Linked DNA regions of Hordeum vulgare: region 2 is linked to region 1. Evidence: chromatin contacts called from public Hi-C data. All regions are on one chromosome and are shown on one strand. The core of a region is the stretch at or near the end of the contact, and the rest is flanking DNA. Distances in the headings are between cores, read along the strand shown. Region 1 holds the start of LOC123418547 (triose phosphate/phosphate translocator, chloroplastic-like). Region 2 holds the start of LOC123419150 (nitrogen regulatory protein P-II homolog).

Region 1 (6,954 bases), core at 3,727-6,226:
AGGCAATCCCGTATGTCATTCCCTTTGTCCTTCGGTATGTTACTTGCCCGAGATTCGATCGTCAGTATCCGCATACCTATTTCAATCTCGTTACCGGCAAGTCTCTTTACTCATTCCGTAATACAAGATCCCGTGACTTACACTTAGTCACATTGCTTGCAAGGCTTGTGTGTGATGCTGTATTACCGAGTGGGCCCCGAGATACCTCTCCGTCACACGGAGTGACAAATCCTAGTCTCGATCCATACCAACTCAATGGACACCTTCAGAGATACTTGTAGAGCACCTTTATAGTCACCCAGTTACATTGTGACGTTTGATACACACAAGGCATTCCTCCGGTGCCAGTGAGTTATATGATCTCATGGTCATAGGAACAAATACTTGACACACAGAAAACTATAGCAATAAAACGACACGATCAATATGCTACGTTCATAGTTTGGGTCTAGTCCATCACATGATTCTCCTAATGATGTGATCCAGTTATCAAGCAACAACACTTTGCACATAGCCAGAAAACCTTGACTATCCTTGATCAACTGGCTAGCCAACTAGAGGCTTGCTAGGGACATTGTTGTGTCTATGTATCCACACATGTATCTATGTTTTCATTCAATACAATTATAGCATGGATAATAAACGATTATCTTTAAACATGAAATATAATAATAACTATTATCATTGCCTCTAGGGCATATTTCCAACACCATGGTCATGGGTCGTGGCTACGACGGAAGAGGACTTGTTTGGCCTGAGTGTGGCTGCGAAATCGACGGCGGCAACCGAGAAGGTGGGGAACGGGAGGTGAGTATTCATCAAAACTCTGCGTGAAAAAGATGAGGAACATGAGGGTGACAAGTGGATCCCACCTACACACATGTGGTGCGAAGCAGTGTGTTTGATGTTGCCCGATCAAACAACACCCTCGCGACCGGGGTGAGACGAGAACGGTCGACCGTTCCAGAATATTTAACTTTATTAAAACTTCTTCATTCCTTAAAAATTGACATGGTACTCCTCCCAATAGGTTCCTGGTATTTAGGGAGTTGGACCAAAATACATGATCCATCGGCTCCCTTTTCTAGTTGATAAGGTTATGCGAACACATATCCTTTGTCAAGTATTGATTCGATTAATGATAATGTTTCACAAGTCACGAACACTAAGATGCTAACCCACTAGTACGGACTCAAGGATGTTGATCACCGAATCAAACATACCCACTTTAAGAAAAACAAAATATTTTCATATGTTAGTCTCAAGTATAATATACTTCCTCTGTACCTAAATAATTGTAGTTGGGGAGAACTAGATTAGTTATCTTCAACTACAATTATTTAGGTACAGAGAGAGTATATGCCATGATCTAGAGGTCCTCACATGTTCTTGGGATGATGACTTACTCACTTAGGGTCTATAAACGGTACTAGGTAACCGGATAGTTATAAAGATAACTTTTGGATGAGTCACAAGACATGCCGCGAGATATGGTTGATCAAGATGGAATTTGTTCCTCCTAGCAGATAAATCTTCTCTGGGTCCTCTCGAGGATCAGATCCGAAAAGCATAGTCATGTGATTTGGGTTAAGTGTTAACTTTGTTTGAAAATCTGCATCACAGTTTCAAGAAGAGAGTTCGGGCTACCAACAAAGGTGATAAGTACTTGGCTTGAGCTAGACAACATTGTCAAGGTTCGTTAAATTGACTTTACGCACACATGAAAGTTGACACGTTCTACTAGTAGACACTACCAATTATCTACACGGATCATGTCCATGTGTATATGAACCTATAGGGTTGCATGCTTAAGGGGTTAGAGTCTGATGTTGATTAGGATTTGAATTAAACTAAGATTAGAGCTCTAATGGTCCTCTATTGTAGAAGTTCGTTAGGAAGATATATATGAAGGGGGGCTGGGTGTGCGGTTTAGGGTTGATCTTTTTCTCCCCACCCCAGCCACGACCGCCACACCCACACTGAAGTTGCCTGGTCGGATCTAGCAATTTAGCGAGTGACCTTGCCCCCGTATGTGTGGATACCTTGGAGGTGTTGCACCTACGTGCTCAAATTATCAAGGGATTCACAAGCTCAAATTATCAAGGGATTCACAAGGAAGAGGTGTGACACGTATCACCAACTCTACGGCAGCTGCCATGATTGCATGTCTAGTGATAAAACTTGATCCAATGATCTATCTCCACAACATGATCTTGATTGTGTGGTAGAAAATTTTATTTTGCGTCAGCATAGCATTCCACAAGGATGAGATGATACACGTAACACCAACTCCATGTCCGCTGCCATGATTGCAAGTCTAGTGATAAAACCTTATGCTGTGATCTTGGTTGCACGGTAGAAAAAATTATTTTGTGTCAGGGTAGCATTCCACGTGCCCAACACCATGAGGCTATGTATATATTGTGAGGTTTGGATTCTCAAAACTACGACCCTGGTTCATGTCGCATGGTACGTATCTAATCATGATATGTTGGCGGGTTGTATATCATACATGTCAACTAGACATATTTAATGATGTAACATAGAATTAAATAAAGAAAAAGAGGATTGAATATCATATTGTGATACCGTATCATATTAAATGTTGTGCTACTATGTGTCATGCATGACAATAAATGAACTGTTGTATGATACTACTATATGATACTATGCATTACGAATGTAGTATCATACACTAGTATCATATGCATGATACTAGTATCAATATATATGATACTCCCCATTACAACCAGCCTTTCGTTGAATATGTGGATACTAGTCATGCCGTGCTAATTAGTACTTAGTTAAATTTAAATGTTGCCATTCGAGTTTGTTTATAATATTAAATAAACTTAAGTGTTATATGATTTTATTATTGTTGTGTAAGCTGAAAATATTGACATTTGACTAGAAAAATGCCGTTGTGCCGATTTTTTATGCATAAAAATAAGTTAATGACGTCGACCCATCATGACATGTCATTGATGAATTGATATTACTCATGACGTGACCCCATACATATGTCATGCCACTGATATACTCCCTCCGTTCCTAAATATAAGTTTTTTAAGAGATTTCATTAAGTGACTACATACGGAGCAAAATGAGTTAATCTATACTCTAAAGTATGTCTATATACATCCGTATGTAGTTCCCTAGTAAAAACTCTAAAATGACTTATATTTAGGAACGGAGGGAGTATTTGTTATTGGTAAAATGTGCCTCACATGTCAAAAATATATTTTATGAGGGCTGCTACGCGTCGGTCGGTGGACCTTCTAGAAGATTAGCCGTCTCACGTGTCATTAGATGCGGCACAATTTAGCGGCTCAACGTATTCCTTTGCTTCGCAACAAAGATTTTATTGAAAAACACTTACAATGAAAATTATGTTGTGGATTTATTTTGTAACATAGATTGTGTTGCTAGATCTTTTTTACAATAGAGATTCTTTGTACAGTAGAGCTGATGTTTCAAAAGTTTGTCTAAATTGTCATTGTTGTTCGCCAACGAGGTTTACAACATCATTGCTGTTACAAGGTAAGGTAAAAGGGCACGTGGTAGGCAAGAAAAATAACGAATGTGTATGAGCGTGCTTGAAGATTCGTGGATCAAGGACGATCCAACGGCTGTGCAGGTGGCGAAACTTTCCGCACAATTAGGTGGGGAGGTATTAGAGCATCTTTAACAGGCGCGCAACCGCGCGACGCATTAAAACATGTTTACAAGGTGGGAATAACATATTTTACACGTCACAGAGCGTTGGTTCCAACGGCCATTGAAAAAAAAAATGCGCACGCCGCTCCAGCAAAAGGGCTAAAATTTAGAGCGCGCGATGCATATTCTACACAAAAACAAGATGATAGGCATGGATGAAAAACAATAAGTATAAATAGTTCATAGATAGAATCTGCTCCTTGTCGATAGTTCATCATCGATAAAAATATACATAATAAAAAATGATAAAACTACTTCTCGTCGTCTTCCTCCGACTTGCTGGTGTACGACTCCTCCATCGTGATGAAAGCGTCAGCCCACCGTTCATCGTCGGAGTCCCAAGTCGACGCTCCCTTGAGCTCCATGTTGAAGAGTGCGGCTTGTTTCCGCGTATGCCTGTCCTCACGATAGGCGGCTCGCTCCGTCCTCCTCTCCGCCCTCCTTTGCGCGGAGAATGCGCGCTCGTCGAGGACGTCCTGCAGAAACTGTTGGCACCACGCCGCCATGGTATATTCGTCCATCTCGGCGATGCCGAGGCGGCGCTCCCGCCTCTGGTTCTGACGACGGTGCTCTTCGGTGACAACCCATGGGGAGGCGCGAGCCACTATGCCCACTCCCGCATGATCACCTCGGAGAAATTTATGTCCCTACGAGGCCGGTTGAGGCGCCACGCCACTGCATCGTACGTGCTGGCGGCCTCGTCGGCGGTGTCAAACGTGTCGAGGCCGAGGTGCATGTCGCTGGAGCGGATCTAGGCATAGAAGGTGTCAGAGGGGCGTTCGCGGACACCGTGGAAGCGAGAACTTCCCTGGCGGCGCGGCGGCGGCGGCGGCGAGGCGAGCAGAGACGAGAAAGAGCGACGGAGAGAGTGGTGGGAGGGCGCGTGGTGAGGCACAGAGCAGTGAGAGGATGCGTGGAGGGCGTTGAATTTATAAAGCGCGCCGAATGCCATGCGCCAAAGCTAACACGCGTCGGACTTACGTGCGATCTTTTTTCGGAATCTCCCGCGTCCATTGGAGCGCGCGAAGCCGCTTCATACGTGTTAAAACCAATGTTTTTCACGCGCGTGTTATTTACGGTCACTGTTGGAAATGTTCTTAATGTTTATTGGTGATTATTAATGGTGCGAAGACGACATGTCATCAATAACGTTTTCTACACTAGTGTTAACGGAGAAATAATGGATTGGATTTCTTGCAAGAAAATCCTTCAAACAAACAGAGTAGGCCACTATGACTTAGAGATCCACAGTTCGTGAGCGTGCTCTGAGCTCCTGCCGTCTCCCCTCCCGACGCCTGTTCGACTGTTGCCGCTCTTTCGTCTGACGGGCTCTATCTCCCCGCGCGCGCACCTCCACCACACAACATCCTCACACTGACGCCTTCGCGGTAGACAGACACAAATGGCGGCGGTCGCCACCATCCTCTGCGGCGGCGGCGCCGCCGTCGCCGGCCACCAGCGGTTCCGCCGCCGCGGAGCCCCATCGCTCCATGCCAGAGGCAACCCCGTCTCGGACGGCGCTCACCTGGTCTGCGGTGGGAAGCTCCGACCGGCGTTGTTCCCCGCTTCCTCCTTCGGTACCGTATCCCTGCCTTCTCCGGGGAGTAGGAGGCTCCCCCGGACGTCGGCTTCCGGTCCCTCATCTGACTCCCAGGGGTTAGTGTATCTTGCCTTCCCGCAGCCCCTACTCCATTACAGCGTAAACTCCACATTTTATCCAGTAGCTGTGCGTGGTTTTGTTATTGGACTTGTGTTATTTTTCTCAGACTGAAGAGCTCGATCTAGTACTACTTGTTAGGACGACCTGCCAGCTGACTTGGGCGCACAGCCCAGACGCTTAGAGCAACTCCAGCAGGCCCCGCAAAATCTTGACCCGCAAAACGCGTTTGCAGTTTCATGAAGATCTCGTTTGCGGGTCGAAAATTAGCGCGGCCGAACAGAAACCGTAGATGAAACTGCGTAATTTGAAAATATAGTTTCACGGGAAGTTCATACTACATACTACATATATTTTATATGATCAAGCATTGCAAACACTAGTTCATACTACATACTACATTAGTACTAGTACTAGGGGGGTGGGGATCTCATGGTGGCGAGCTCGCGGCCATGGACGACGCCTCCGAGGAGCTCAATCCTCCTCGCCGGAGCTGCAGAGATCGATGTACTTCGCCCTCTGCTCCTCGCGGATGCGCCACCACTCGTCGTCCTTCGCCTTGGTGGCGAGGTTGGCCGCGACCGCTTGCCGCCACTGGAGGTCTTCGATCTCCTCGTCGTGGCGCCGGCGCTCCGCCTCCTCGTGCACGCTTTGCTCGGCAATGGCGGCCGCAATCGCGTCCACGTCGGCGACGAAGTCCTCCGGCCCGACGACTCCGCGGCGGTCGAGCTCCTCGGGCTCCTCCTTGATGGGGGCGAACTCGACGTCCTCCGGCTCCTCCGACCACTGCCTCTTCACATGGCGGCTGGAGGCGGAAGGTGGTCGCCGGCGGCGAGAAATGTGGAGAAGGGGGGTGGGGAATTGCGTGGCTCGGCGGCGGCGGGGGATAGGGTTTCGACCCGCAAACGCGCCGCGGCAAATTTTTGTACGGGCCGGGCGAGTATGCGGGCTCTGTTCTGGCCGGAAAAATGGGCCGAACCCGCATACTCGCCGGAATTTTGCGGGTTCGCGTCTTTTGCGGGGTCTGCTAGAGTTGCTCTTATTTGCTAGGGAAACACCAAATTTGTGCCCAATCCTCCATCTATCTAATTAAGGCATATAAGCTGAAGTTGGACTCCTACACTTAAATCATGCTTTGTTCTGAATACTGTAATAACACTAATTAGCTAACCAATGCTCATAATTTCCTCTGATAGCATTCTATTTGGATGCCAATGCTGCTATGCTACATCTATTATGTTATCGACTTACTGAGTGAAAATACGTTGTCCTACCAAAATTCATGATTTTTTAGGACGTTATTTCACACGCATGCTTTAGTTGGTCTAAGTATGTACAGTATTCGTGGACATGCTCTTAACATAAGAGAAATTATGCATTACTGCTGGTATGTGGCCCTAAGAGCTGAGGTTATTCATTTCTATCCACTTGGATTCCGCTTTGTTCAAAGTGCATGCAGCCATGCACGCTAAGCAGGATAATACATGCCCATGGTAATTAGTGAGAATGGTAGAGTCTTCAATAGTTTCCTACCTTCTGTAAGACATGCGCATGTGTGTTCGCGTGTGGTTGTGCATGTC
Region 2 (7,174 bases), core at 1,289-3,788, 820 kb before region 1:
AAATGCCGTCAATTACTTAGAAATGCATGATCAGTGACTCAAATTTATCATGAACCATAAACTAAAATTGCCATGGTGAATTACTTAATTTTTCCATGATACATGCACGAAAATTTGTCGTGTTTCATACAAAAAATATTTTCCATGTTCAAAATACTAGAATTGCCATGATCAAAATACTAAAATTGCCATGATCTATAAACTGAATTTACCATGATGAAGTACTAAAAATTACTGTGATCCACGAATTAAATTTGTCGTGGTTAATTATTAAAAATTGTCGTGGTTAATTAATAAAAATTATTGTGAAAAACAGTTGAAATACAGTGATAACTCTAAACCTAGAAGAAAACTAGATGAAACATATTGTGGCAAATTTATTGTAAACACTATGACAACTTTAGTATAAACATCATGTCAACTTTTGACCAAAAAAAGTCGCCAAAATATATCAATAAGAGATCTAGTTTGAAGATCTCACCAAGACAAATTTAATGTTAAAAACGGATTTTCAATTAGATTTTTATTTAAATGAGAAATTATTTTTATGTCTAAAAAACCAAAAAAAAACATTAATGCCATATTTTGATGTGGCAAAATAGATGATTATATAGACATGTGAACCATATCATCTTATGTTATACTCCCTTCCTATCATAATATATGACATTTTAGCAGTTTATTTACGTCATATATTATGATACAGAGGTAGTATGTATGAACGTTATCATTTAAGTAGATATTTAATTATTTACTGGCAAAATGGCCCGTGCGTTGTTACGGAAGAAAAAAACATAATCTCCAATGATGATGACCACATTATGTTCACATATCATCGCTTGATTTAAAAATTTTGTGCACAAATGAAAAAAATGTTTCTTCTTTTAAATTTATTCACAAGTTGAAGCAATCTTTACATTTTCAAAAAATATATATCATGGTTATCAAAAATCTTGGTAACTCATAGATTTATTCTGAATTTCAATAATTTCTTTTAGAAAACATACAATAATAATCTGATCCATCCAACAGTTAATTCTTCAAAATTCACACAGGTATATTGTCACAAAGACTTAGAAGCATTAATGTTTAACTACATATATTAGATCTTTCATGAACAATTTTACAAATATGAGAACAATTTTAAAATCGAAAACATTTTTTACAATTTACAAACATTTACTAAAAACTGTGAATATTTTTTATATTTCGAACGGGTTTAAATATTTTCTTTTGAATTGACGACCAATTCAAGAAAAGCCGAACATAATTTTTGATGTTGGAGGATTTTATTTTAAATTCACAAACATTTTTTGAAAAGCATGAAGTTTTTCTGAATAAGCAAACATTTTTATAAATCAGTAATATATTTATTAAATTCATGGACATTGTTTTGGAATTTGCAAAAAAAAAAAATCCAGCGCTTTTTATGAGTCCTATTTTTATTTCAAAATAAAAATTTGTCAGCATTTTAATTCAAAATTCCTATTTTTTAATACGTAAAAGTTTTTGTAATTCTAAATTATTTAAATTATAAAAAAAGTGGAATGGAAAATTTTAAATAAAAAAAATAAACTATCAAAACAGGCATTAGCTATTTTTAAAATTTTAGGACATTTTTTAAATGCATTAGCATATTTTGCATTTGAAAGCATTTTGTTAAATGCCTTTAATAATTTTTAATACATGAAATTGTATTTGAGATCATGGACTATTCTTATTGTACAAACATTTTTTTAAAATTGCAAACATTTTATTGTACATGCAAGCATTTTTTACAAAACTCCGAGCAGTATTTGAAGTCACAAACATTTTAATTTTTTAAATATGTTGATTTATAATTTTCAGTTTATTAAAATTTCAAAGATTATTTGAAGTTCTAAATTATTTTAAAAAAAAACGGAACTGAAAATAAATAAATAAACGGAACTAAAAGCAGGCGCCTGTGTATGGGCTGGCCCATACGGTGTGCTGGATATTCTCCCAGCATGCAGAGCGTAATATAGGAGATTTTTACATGGGCCGGCCCAGTCCAATTTTTTTCTTTGTGGAACGTTTGTATTACTTACCGGTGATATGGTGGGTAATTTATGCAAACTTTAGGGTAATTTCCAAAACGGACGAACAGAAATCGTATTTGATTTATTATAAGGAAGAGATTTGGTAAAAAATTGTCATCCCACAACAATATAATTTATACTCCGTATTATAAAAAAGTTTGACCTGCCATATTAAAGCCCTGTCTAAAATGCCGTTTTATTTTTACAAGTGTAATATTTTATAGAGTTATTATACCTGTCATAAGTATAAAATCAACTGAAATCTAAACCGATAAATGAATGTGTGTATTATTTTTATAAATGTATTTGGCAAAAAAACATCCCAAGCAGGGCCTAAAGAATAATCTTGCGTTCGATTTTACCAAAATCCCACTTCGTATTTCCTCGGTCATTGACAGAGGTCGACCCTTCGTATTCCTCAACGGCCGAGATTGTAAAATCGTTATTAAACACGTGCTAGTACAGTGTCGTTTTATCTTCAGTCTGATAACTGTGGATTGTCTTGTCTGACCTTGTGACCGACTGAGGAGACACCAGACGACACTGAATCGCCAACAACTGCGTCCATCATGTCGCCGGCGACTTCTCCGGCCGCCGCGGTGGGTGCCATATCCGGCGGCCTACTCCCCCACACCGCATATATCCGGCGACCCTTCCCCACCTCCCGCCTCCTTCCCCCGCGTTGGTCCATCCTCCAGGTCAACGCGGCCCGTCGTCATCGCCGCCCGGCCACGCCCGCGCGCGCCCAGAGCGCTCCCTCCCCAGGTCAGGAGCCCCTCCCCCCCTCGCCGAGACGCGATGTTCCTGCATCGAGCTCAATCTTTTTCTCACCCATCACCTTTTCAGGGTACCTGCCGGACTCGGAGTTCTACAAGATCGAGGCCATCCTGAGGTCAGTGCGTCAGTACACCAGCGAGCTTCGGGGCCTTCCTGGTTTGTTTGTAGATTTGACTGACCCACGGTGAATCGTGCCGGATTGGTGCAGGCCGTGGAGGGTGCCGCATGTCTCGTCGGTGAGTGCGGGTTGCGGTTCCAAATGGTCGTCCAGTTCTTGCACGCACACGAGGTGTTCGTTCAAATAGCTGCACGGAAATTCTGCAGGGCTTGCTCGAAATGGGGATCAGAGGCGTGACGGTGTCCGATGTGCGGGGTTATGGCGCGCAGGGCGGGTCGACGGAGCGGTATGAAGGTATTATTGGCTCGGCTGTGGTTGCAGTTAATGTGTTCCCTAGAGCCAACATTGCATTGAGTTTTTTTCTTTTTGGAAATGGCTGCATTCATTAAGAAGAAAAGAGTTGCTCAGTTAATTGAGAAAAACCGAGCGAAAACCAGGTTGCCCAGTTCATTTTGGAGAACCGGGTGAAAACCATCAGAATCGCTCGGCGGCACACATAAGAAACCACACGCACACCACTCCATAGAGGGTCTTGCCGAGACAGCACGCAGGCGTCATCGCCATCACTCCTCCCCTAGAGGCCTCATCGTCATCCCTAAACCCTGAGCAAACGACCCTGACTTCGTCGTAGGCGATCGTCAACTCAACCCATACTGAAGAGGCCGTGTGGAGATGCGTGAAGGCCCGCGCCAGACCCTGCCACCGGCGACCAAACAGCACAGCTCCGACTCTAAGGAGAACCATGAAGGAGAAGTAGGCACGGCTGGCGCCGCAAAAGATCATCGAACGAACCACCTGCTGTTTGTCATCATATAACACCGGGGCCCTGCCACCGCAGCTTCGACTTCAAAGCAACGTTGCATTGAGTTGTGAAAGGAATGGGTCGCTAGTTGTCTTTATACTGGTTTTCATTAACAAATTAACGAACCATTTGAAAAAAATGCTGTAATTTGTCTTGCCTGATTTTGTTGGTATGTATTGTTCTGTGCTGGTAAATCCTTTGTGATTTGTATGTTCTCCACTTAAAAGAAGACTCCAGACAACATATTCTGATCAGTCAAAGTCACCTCATCACAAACCTCCTCGATATGATTCCACAGCTCCAGTGAATCACCATACAAGGTTCTCCTGAAATGAACTTGTTCAAGCCCTTTACCAAGAACTTCATTGGCAGATTTTTACGATTAATGGAACTTATTAGTATGGTACAGATTTTATATGTTGCTGTTAGCACCTGTCCCTGGAGATCCGGCTTGTGGGATCCCGGACTTATGTTGTCTGGAGTCTGGATGTTTTTGTGGGCCATCGGCATTCGGCTGATATAGCCTTCTGTGGCTGGGTGGACAGATGAGCCTAGCTCATGCTGCTCCGGTAGATCACGCATCGTAGTGTCCGCTTTCATTTTCTTGTTAGCTTCTAGTAGCCTGTAAGACATTGTGGTTTCTTTTAACAGAAATCGCAGTGGGAGCTCTCTTTATCCAAAAAAAAGAAAGAAGCTGCAGATAGGGGGTGAGCTTTCAGGAACTGGAAGCAACCCCTGATTGTTACAAATGTTGCACTTAAGATTACATTTTTGTTTCTTCTGATGCAGTATATTGGCTTGAAATATCTGTAACTCGGTTCCTATTCCATTTATAGCACCATTTTCTGTATTTTCTTTATCAAACATTCCAGCATCTTGATGGTTGGTCATGAGTACAAGCTAATTGCAAGAAAGGGAATGAAGTTGAATCACACCCAAGTTGATAGCAGAAGTAGAAAGAAGTCAAAGCTTTGAGAAATTATATTGACGTATCCCATTAGCACCTTCCTCTATTACCTGTCTGTTCTTTCTTTAGGTCCTTGATGAATGTTAACAGCCAAAGATTGAGCACAGTCGTTCTTGCATTTTCTTACATAAGTTCCCCATTAGTCTTGTGTATGCTTAAGTGTTGGTACATTGAGCAAATTATATGAAATCAGGTTCTGTATACGTAGAAACATATATTGGACAGATTATTAGTTGAAGTCAACTATCTCAAAAGATGTGGATTCAGTCCAGTGCTGTTTATCTCATGTTTGCACGGGAAAGCGCATACCCATGAACAAATTGGACTTGAAAATATAATGAGCAAACAGGAGAAAGTATTGAAACAACTTCAGGAGGAAAAGGCTGGGAATTAGAAAAATATCGGGATAAAGACATGGATTTTTTTTTTGAATTTTAGCATTCATATCAGAATTGGCATGTTACATGCCTAATTGATCAAGTATATTAGTCCTTTAGGGCTATTCAGTAACTAATTTAATTATGCAATTGTAAGTTCTTATGTTGATGCTTGCTCATTGTTGGTTTGCAGGGTCAGAATTTTCAGAAGATACATTTATTGCTAAAGTTAAAATGGAAATAGTTGTGTGCAAGGAGCAGGTAATTGCTTGTGCACTTGTCTATTAATCCTGAAAAAAGGAAAGTGTACATCTTTCATGCCCTCTGGTTGAGATAGCTGATCATAGTATCAAAATAATACAATTTTCTCTGGGATTCAAATAATCACCTTCTTTCTCTATGATACAATTTGTTTTGCTGTTCACTTATATATAGCGCTGTTAAAATATTTGTGCTGTCTATTCTGAGTATCTTTTTGAATGTTTTGTTTTGCACTATGTTAATTTGTTTTTGTACTGTCCAGGTGGAGCCAGTAATTGACAAAATAATTGAAGAGGCCAGAACTGGAGAAATTGGTGATGGAAAGATATTCTGTAAGTGCAAAGTTTTCTTGGCGACTGTTATAAGTCTGCAATCACGCTGTTGGGTTTAATCCTATTCCCGTACAGTTGTTGCTGTCGTTTAGTCTGAAATGCTTATCTCCAGGAAGCTAATCACAATACCAAACTATTAGTGAACACTAAGCAGAGTGTTGCAACAACATACATGCCCTCGAGAAATGTGTGCTTTTAGTCCTGAAGTGCTGTTTCACATGCATACTATCCCTGTGATTTCCTATAGCTGCATTTTGTCTTAGAAACCTAGGAATCATGATCTCTATGCTTAGGCCTCATCTGTTTTTGTGCCTATTTTCCCAGTGATACCCGTTGCGGACGTTGTAAGGATACGCACCGGGGAACGTGGAGCGCATGCGGAGAGGATGATTGGCGGTCTGTCAGACAAACTGCCCCCGGTGATCACAATCTCATGAGTAGAATTTGACTGCTCTTGCTGCCTCTAACTGTAAGTGCATCAATCGGTTGGTTGATCGGTGGCCGTGTGTGGGGGAATAATGTGTAACTTTGTATGTTGCGCGAATAAATCGGCGCAAGCGGGCATGTGCTGAATGTGGTTTGTATGTAAGAATTGGTTACTATAAACTCCCTGTTGGTGAGAAGATGAAAACCTGGATATAATTTGTGGGATCTCAGTGTAAAATATCACTTCTTTTTCATTCCTTATTCAGTGCTGGTTTGCGTCGGTGGGGTTCATGCGCCGCGTTCCTTTTTTTTTTAATTATTTGGATTGATTACCACATTGTTTCTTGAAGGGATTGCTTACCACTTTTTTTTTAGGTGTACCACATTTTTTTTGAGACAATTGAGGTGTACCACATGTATCACGTGGTTCATGCACCGCGTTCTTTGCAGCCCAGTTCAACCTGGCCCCAGATGTTAAACACGGGCCATATGGGAACGATCCGCATCGGCTGGTCCACTAGAGTGTTGTTCAATTTTTTTTGTTAGAAAAAAAATAAAAAATGAAAAAAGGTTTTTAGATTTAAAGAAAAAAAGGTTCATCCAGTTGAAAAAAAGTTGATATCCTTTAAAAAGGTTCATCCATTTGAAAAAAAGTTTATATCCTTAAAAAGGGTTCATCAATTTTGAAAAAAGTTCATTAATTTGAAAAAAAGTTCATCCAATTTAGGAGAAGTTCACTAAATTTTTAAAAGTTCAATAAATTTGCAAAAAGTTCATAAATATTAAAAAAAAATGGTTTATTGACCTGAATTTTTTCCCATAAATATTGAAAATATTCATCCATTTTCAAAATGACATTCATCAAATTTCAAAAAAGTTCATCGAGAATAAAAAAAGCTTATAAATCTTAAAAAGAATGCACTGATTTTAAAAAAAATCATCAATATTGAAATAAGTTCTGAATTTTCAAAAATAAAAACGTCACAAACACCTAGATTGGCCGGCCCAGTTTGAACGTCACAGGCGCCAGTTAACAAAAATGCACGTTATCTAG

What was found. A called contact is a pair of places that touch in the nucleus more often than the background predicts.
Region 2: a Hi-C map of seedling shows a contact between it and region 1, with 2.9 times the contacts expected there. The contact joins the promoter of LOC123419150 here to the promoter of LOC123418547 in region 1. A contact is called at or near these places in 3 of 6 Hi-C or Micro-C datasets (leaf and seedling).

What each region holds. Positions count from the first base shown.
Region 1 is chr1H:51,208,561-51,215,514 of MorexV3_pseudomolecules_assembly, reverse strand. It overlaps LOC123418547 (triose phosphate/phosphate translocator, chloroplastic-like), which reads left to right and starts at 4,976. Exons shown (of 13, transcript XR_006617938.1): 1 at 4,976-5,373.
Region 2 is chr1H:52,026,819-52,033,992 of MorexV3_pseudomolecules_assembly, reverse strand. It overlaps LOC123419150 (nitrogen regulatory protein P-II homolog), which reads left to right and starts at 2,538. Exons shown (of 7, transcript XM_045107140.1): 1 at 2,538-2,825; 2 at 2,907-2,952; 3 at 3,046-3,073; 4 at 3,162-3,249; 5 at 5,295-5,362; 6 at 5,625-5,694; 7 at 6,019-6,345. The coding sequence starts at 2,630. The coding sequence ends at 6,131.